Regions from separate parts of the Rattus norvegicus genome. Here region 2 is linked to region 1. Evidence: chromatin contacts called from public Hi-C data. All regions are on one chromosome and are shown on one strand. The core of a region is the stretch at or near the end of the contact, and the rest is flanking DNA. Distances in the headings are between cores, read along the strand shown. Region 1 overlaps Syn3 (synapsin III). Region 2 holds the start of Rtcb (RNA 2',3'-cyclic phosphate and 5'-OH ligase).

Region 1 (3,728 bases), core at 753-3,252:
TCCTGGGAATGTGAAGTGTATTTTTCCCAGTAAGGGGGAAAAGGAAACAGAGATCCAAAAATACTGTCTCCCAGCGCTTGTGACACATTTGGTGAGGATGCTCAGGGGAAACACCCTGGACCTCGTCCTCTCTGACCTGGCCCAGGGGATGACCTTGCTCACTGGGAAAAAATGTTTCCCTGGGGAGAGTGAATATCCACTTCCTTTGTCTGTGTCCACCGTGGAGATTCCAGTACTTGACCTCAGGCTCCTTGTAGCGGCCATTTTCCACCACAGAGAATGCGGGGAACAATCCAGGGCAGAAGGCAATGGGTAAGATTGGAGGAGAGACTGGCAGGGTGCTGGGAGCCCAGGAGCACTGGGGACAGACTCTTGTAACTGCCGCTGGAGACTGCCTGGGACCCCAGAGAGCTCCATTTGGGGACAGTGTACAGCCTTTCTGGGACCCATACCCACACTCCAGTTTAATTTTCAGGCACTCCAGGTGCGTGACTCACGGTCCCCTGAAAGTCACAGCCAAGTGGGCCTTAGCAGCTGCCTGAACCCTTAGTTTGGTCGACCAAAAATAGACCCAGAAAAGACAAGAGACTTCCCCTAAGCAAGTCCATAGCAGAACATAGGCCTGGAACCCTGGCCGCCTCATCTGCCTGGTGCTTGGTTAGGAGGCCCCTGCAGCTATAGAACTCTCCATCCGTTTCCTCAGCCCTGACGAGGAAACCATGTAATCGTAGAACCTGCCTTGAAGGCTCATTCTAAGATAGGTCCCCGTGTAGCCCAGGCTACCCTCAAATTCAATATGTAGGAAGACCTTGAACTTTTGTTGCCCTTGCCTCTGCCTCCTGAATGCTGGAATCATAGGTGCTGGGGGTGGAAGCCAAGGCCCCAGGTATGCGAGGTGAGCACTGTCGTCACATTCCCAGCCCTGCAAAGTGACAGCACTGGCATCATCGATACCTGGGTCTTAGAATAGTGTCCCGTATCGCACCAGCGCTCAGTGACCCTGTACTGTCAAGGCCTTCCCATGGTAAACAGAGTTTACTGCAAGGACCTCCCCCCACCCATAGTTCCCCCAGGACACTGGCCACTCTGACTTTATGATAATTCTGGGACTAAGCTCTCCAGTGGGTCAGTTGAGTGAGCTCAGCAAAGACATGGTCACAGAGGGGCTCCTAGGAACGGGTGTGGTCCTGAAGGGTTTCTGGAGGAAGGGTGGACTAGATGTTTCGTGTTGAGTGAGGAGTTAGCCAGGTGAGGAGTGGGCAGAGAGAGCTAGGTACAGGGTCTGGAAGTAAGAATATCCGATTACCCCAGAGCTGGGCGAAGGGCCAGGGTTTGGCAGGGTGAATCAGGTGACAGACAGGGGAAGGCTGAATTCCAACGGTAGAGGAAAGAGGTGACAAACACAGCTCTGTCCCAAGTCCACCAAGACTTTATGTCCCCTTAAGACCATCAGCTGCCTGTACCTCGTGATCACCTGGCACACTGACTCACACCTCTGCGCCTCAGTTTCCCCATCTACTACAAAAGTAGACTGGGCCAACGTGACTTCCCAAAATGCAGCCCCTTCTTCCTTAAGGACAGCCTGGTTCCCAAGGAGAGTTTCATTTTAGGTCTGTGTCCAGCTGGGAGCCCCCAGAACAATGTTTTTCCTCTTTTGTCTTCTCTGTTAACCCTGGGTCACTTCCAGCCTGTGTCAAATTGTTAGTTGTTGTTCTAATTGAGCCCCCACCAGTTCCCAGCTCTGAGGACATCTTTAACCTTGGGCCAGAAGAGAGAGGGCCAGCCCCAGCTCTGGGAGGACAGTGGAGTGGGAAACGAGAGGGTGGGAAATGAGGGGGCAGAGACTGACGCCCCAGAGTACAGAGAAGGTCAACACGTGCTCCCCAGCCCTGGTCACGTTGCTGGACTCCAGGGTGTGGAGGCTGAGTGGAACTGAATCCAGGGAGCCCTTCACAAGGAACTAGAGAGAACTGCGTGTCTGCTGGGAGCCCAGACAGCAGGAAGTGCCCAGCTGGGTGCGTTGCATGGAGAACATTGCCATCTAGTGGTCATTCTGCCTTGAGCGCAGTGTCAACACTCCAGAAATAAAAAGCCAACTTCAGGGTTCTTCAACCTCCTCTCCTCCCCCACACCAGGTCATGGACAGTTCAATGCCACTGATTGGAGAACATGTGGAGGAGGACAAGCAGTTAATGGCTGACCTTGTTGTTTCCAAGATGAGCCAACTCCTGGTGCCAGGGGCCTCGGTGCCCTCCCCCCTGAGACCTTGGGTAAGGTTTTCTTGAGATAACCCCAGGCAGGCATCCTATAGGAGAAGGGGGTGGGGACAGAGGCTGGCAAGGGCCTTGCAGGGACCCTTTCTTGCTCATCTCTCCTAGAAAGAAAACTCCTGTCCCATCATCTTTGGATTGATTGATGGCAATGTTCATCTCTCTGTCTCCATGTTGGATCTGAATGGAGATGTGTGAAAGAATCCAGGCACACAGATGCCCTATGTTCCCAGTGCACAGGACAATAGAAACTATTGTGTCTCAGGCTTCCCATCCCCCGACCCAGCAATCGTCAGCCTTCTGGGAAAGCAAGTTTCAAATCTTTCCCCCAACACCAACCCCTACTTATCCCACAGAAACCCATCTCTTCATACACACAGGAATAGTAGTTGAACTCAAGGGGCTTCTAGGAGCCAGGAGGCATTTGCAGCATCTTCCGTGGCTATCCTAAAAACCTATCAGGAGGTACACTGAAGAATCATGCATTGTGTACTTTACATCAGTGATTTTTAAAATAAAGATGTATCTAAGGCTTTGCCTCCTACCAGAATTACTGTAGCCAGGGGCTTCCTTCCTCTTCTCTTACTCTAGGGTCCACAGACTAAATCTGCAAAATCTCCAGGGCAAGGCCAGCTAGGACCTCTGCTCGGACAGCCCCAGCCAAGGCCACCTCCACAAGGTAAGATGGGGCAGCCACTGAGAAACACTGTATCAATGAAACTGAAATGCAGTGCAGAGGACTGTGAGGTGTCTCAGTGATAAGAACACATTCTGTGCGAGCATGACAACATGAGTTCAAATCCCCATCACACAAGTAACAAGCTGGACATAGCCAAACATGTCTGTATTTACAACACTGGGGGAAGGGAGGGACAGGCAGTTCCTGGGAACTGGCTGACCAGTTAGTTTAGCTCAATAAGAGATGCTGTCCAAAGCAGTGGTTCTCAACCCCTCTGGGGTTGCATGTCAGATATCCTGCATATCAGACACATACATTATGAATCATAATAGTAGCAAAATTACGGCTATAAAGTAGCAACAAAAAGAATTTTGTGGTTGGGTGGTCACCGAACCCTGAGGAACTAGATTAAGGGGTGGCAGCATCAGGAAGGTCGAGAGCCACTGGTCTAGAGGGAGTAAGGTAGGAAGCAAGAGAGGAAGACACTCAGTGTCCTCTGACCTCCACGTGTACACACATACACAGAGCAGCTAACTAATTAAATCAATAACAGTGGGTTGCTGGAGACAGTCTAGCCCAGTGGCTCTCAACCTTCCAGATGCAGCAACCCTTTAATACAGTTCCTCCTGTTGTGTTAACTCTCAACCATGAAATTATGATCTGAGTTTTCTGATGGTCTTGAGCGATCCCTGTGAAAAGGTTGCTCCCCCCCCCCCGCAAGGGGCTATGATCCATGAGAACTGCTGGTATAGACAATCCATTCCTAATGCTTTATCCTT
Region 2 (3,728 bases), core at 614-3,113, 120 kb after region 1:
TTACTATTACTGTCCTGTGTCCTGTGCTTAATTAAAATTGTTTTCTATCAATGTCAGTACCTGTGTGTGAAAGCTCCTGCCCTGAATTTATTTTAATAAAATATGACAAAAAAAATGGAAAAGACTTCATTCTCTTTCCAACTTTGGCAAAGACTGAAGTTCTACAAATAGCAATATTAAAAGGGAGCCGAGAGCCTCTTAAATCTTTCCACGGTCGTCCTCTGTCATTTGTTTACCTTTGTGGACGTGTCCTTTCAAAGACTGGATGAAATGAGGGCTGGAGAGATGTTTCACTGGCTAAGAGCACCGACGGCTCTTCCAGACGTCCTGAGTTCAATTCCCAGCCACCACAGGGTGGCTCACAACCATCTATAATGGGGTCTGATGCCCTCTTCTGGTGTGTCTGAAGACAGCAACAGTGTACCCACATACAATAAATAAATAATTCTTTTTTAAAAAAAAGATTGGATGAAATGGTAGTTCAGCTTTCTAAACCTAGGCAGTTCACAGTTGACATTGGTTATTAATCAGCAGGGTGAGACTGCACTGAGGAACAGGAGATGGGACAGCCAAGATAGATATGTAAAAAATGAACAGAAGCCACACCCTTTGTTTAACTCCTTAGGCTACTGGGGGATAGAAGAGAACTGTGTAAGTACTTAACACCCTGGTCTGGCTACCCCTCCACTTTCATTTCTGTGGCCTTCAGAGCCACTCTATAAAGAATTATGATCCCATTTCATGGAAGTGAAAACAGAGGAATTTATCACACAAAGGTGGTAATGGCAGGGGTGGAAACCGAATCTTCCTGATGGTTACTGTGGTGTTCTTCACAGGGTAGGACTATCCTGCAAATCACTGCAAGCTCTCTTGCCCCAAGAGCAAGAGCCAATTGAGTTTAAAAGTACCCTCACAGGACACACTCCAAACAAAGCTGGGCTACAAAACACAACGATTCCCCAGCAACTGGAGTTCACTCATCTTTGCAGGGCATCGATGGCCAGAGCAGATTCCCTTCATAAACATTTGTAGAAATAAATGATACACTGTCATGATGTGCTTCTTTGGGATGCTCTTTTTGTAATGGAGAATGCTCGTTGTATATCCTCAATTTCATTCTTGATACATTACAGGTGTCAAATGTGTCGTTCGTTAGTATTTTGTCTTGCTCAGCTGTTTCACTAATGGGGGCATGAACTCCAAACTACACATTCTATATAGTTGTTGACCTGATCTGGAGTAAAGAGTTTTCAGGAGCTGCTCAAAAACATTCCCAAGCAGCATGTCTTCAATGGCGGTAGTCAGGAGATATTCGCAAGTGTATCTCTGAGAATTCGGGACCAACCTGGCTACATAGCGAGTTCCAGGCTCACCGAGGCTAAATAGCTTTACTCTAAGACCTTACTTTTAAAAACAAAACCAAAAACTTATTAAGACCTTACTTTAGAAAAAAAAGAGAGAGAGAGAAAGGAGGGGCGGGGGAAGAAGGAAAGGAGAGAGAGAGAGAGAGAGAGAGAGAGAGAGAGAGAGAGAGAGAGAGAGAGAAGAAAGGGAGGAAAGAAGGAAAGAAAGATAGGAGAGAGAAGAGAGGGGGAGGGAGGGAGAGAGAGGGGGGGAGGGAGAGAGAGGGGGGGAGGGAGGGAGGGAGGGAAGAAAGGGAGGAAAGAAGGAAAGAAAGATAGGAGAGAGAAGAGAGGGGGAGGGGGAGAGAGAGAGAGAGAGAGAGAGAGAGAGAGAGAGAGAGAGAGAGAGAGAGAGAGAGAGAGAGATCAAAAGTCCAAGATTAGTGGTGTAGCCCATTGTAACATGATGGAAACGACTCGTGCGATGCGTTTTGAGCCTCGGCGCCTGCCATCTTCCCTCCTGGGGCGGAGCCGGTCGCGCCTGCGCACTGAGAGGCGGCGCTGCGTGGAGCCGGCGGACAGTGAGGCTGTTTCTCTTTCTACGTGTAGCCGGGAGGTATCGCTAGCTCGCCGCCACCATGAGTCGTAACTACAACGATGAGCTACAGTTCTTGGACAAGATCAATAAGAACTGCTGGAGGATCAAGAAGGGCTTTGTGCCCAACATGCAGGTGAGTGGGGGCAGTGGCCTTCGGAACTGCAGGCCGCGACTCCACCGCGAACCGGTCTCCTCCGCCCAGCGCCGGGCGGGCCGACCCCTGCAGGGTTCCACGTCTCCCTCCTCAGAGCCGACCCACAGACCCCACGCACGGGATCCACACACGAGGACAGTTGCAGCGGGGGCTCACGCGTGTTTTCCCCACGCGCCATCAGACAGGATGTGTTCCTGGTCTTTCGAGATTTCTGTGAACTTTTCCAAGTTGGCACCGCTAACCTGAAACTGTTCCTCTTGAGTCATGGTAGTTATTTAGAAAAGGTTTACAGATGGCATTCTCCAAACTTAACTGGCTTTTAATGTAACGACACATCGGCAAGATTCAGGCTTTTAATTTGCTTTTCGAGAAGGATCCCCGAGGATCAGTTGGTGGCTGACCTCTCTGTACCCATCAAGGAAGACAACCCTGACCTCTTGTCTAGCCCACTTCATTTTCTCAGCCTGGATGATATGTTTCCACTGAAGACTTGGGAGAGAGACCAGGATCTGAAACCCTGGGCCTGATGTTTCCACCATCGTTTGTACTCAGGGGTTCCGTTAAAGTAGAGGACGAAAACACTTGGGAGGTTTTGGCACATGTTAAGTGACTCAATCCCTTAAATGCCATGAGAATGCAGTAAGGGTTTGCAGCCCTTTTAAGTTACTGATAGGCTTCCCTTGGTGGCTTGGGGCTATAATCCCTGGAGACTGGGAAATGGAAGATCCTATGTGAGAGGACAGTTTATTATATGAAGCCAGCTAAAGTGACTTTAAATAAGACACCCTCTCAAAGCACAAAATTTTATCAAAAGTGGTAATACACGTCTTTAATCCCAGCACTCAGGAGGCAGAGGTAGGCAGATCTCTTAAATTTGAGTCCAGACTGGTCTGCAAAGTGAATTCAGGACTTGTTACACAGAGAAACCCTGTCTCGAAAAACAAACACACACAAAACTTCCTTTTGCACCACTCTACAAGGTACTAGGGAGGAAAAGTCCACAGCAGTGAAACAGTATTTTCCTTTGTTGTGTGGAAGAAGGGAAGGTTGGTTAGTAGAGTTACTTGCTAATTTTTTAAGTGACACATGAAAATTATACATTATATCCATATATATGGTGTTTTATTAATATATATGGTGGTTTTTTTTATAATGTGTAAGTTATATAATAGCAAAATCATGGTAGACATATATCTTCTCAGAAATTTTATGAGCAATTATTTTGATTTTGAGATAGTTGATTAGAATTTACTGGTTGAACATTTCCAATTTAAACCCAGGTCTAAAATGCTCTAAAATCTTTGTAGTTCATGGTTGTAAGTTTTTCTCTTAAAGGGAGTAATGTGGTAGTTTCATGCAGAATGAAGCACTACACTTGGGTTCAGACAATGTGCTTTTCTTTTCTTTTGTATCAGGTTGAAGGGGTGTTTTATGTGAATGACGCTCTGGAAAAGCTCATGTTTGAGGAGTTACGGAATGCCTGTCGAGGTGGTGGTAAGTACACTAGAGATTCTCATGTGTTGTGGGCAGCACCTTCCCTGGTCCCTGAAGAAAGGAACTCAACCAGTGTGGAGTAGTTTTAAGGAGTGAATCAAAGTCCTTATATATTTATGACCACAGGCTGGGGGCATGC

The links. A called contact is a pair of places that touch in the nucleus more often than the background predicts.
Region 2: a Hi-C map of frontal cortex shows a contact between it and region 1, with 1.8 times the contacts expected there. The contact joins the promoter of Rtcb here to the enhancer-like site in region 1. A contact is called at or near these places in 6 of 12 Hi-C or Micro-C datasets (the A7r5 cell line, the Rat2 cell line, Schwann cells and 3 more).

What each region holds. Positions count from the first base shown.
Region 1 is chr7:19,678,204-19,681,931 of GRCr8, forward strand. It overlaps Syn3 (synapsin III), which reads left to right. Exons shown (of 14, transcript NM_017109.2): 11 at 2,136-2,270; 12 at 2,862-2,949. Among named protein-coding and RNA genes, the nearest start is that of Fbxo7, 45 kb to the right of the region's middle. Within about 2 kb of position 2,003, at least 49 of the 93 cell types and tissues checked have an H3K27ac peak or open chromatin away from gene starts, as enhancers often do. A contact at or near this core is called in the A7r5 cell line and Schwann cells, where this site is marked.
Region 2 is chr7:19,793,530-19,797,257 of GRCr8, forward strand. It overlaps Rtcb (RNA 2',3'-cyclic phosphate and 5'-OH ligase), which reads left to right and starts at 1,864. Exons shown (of 12, transcript NM_207614.2): 1 at 1,864-2,074; 2 at 3,511-3,589. The coding sequence starts at 1,982. Bpifc (BPI fold containing family C) reads left to right here. Exons shown (of 16, transcript NM_001106773.1): 16 at 1-105.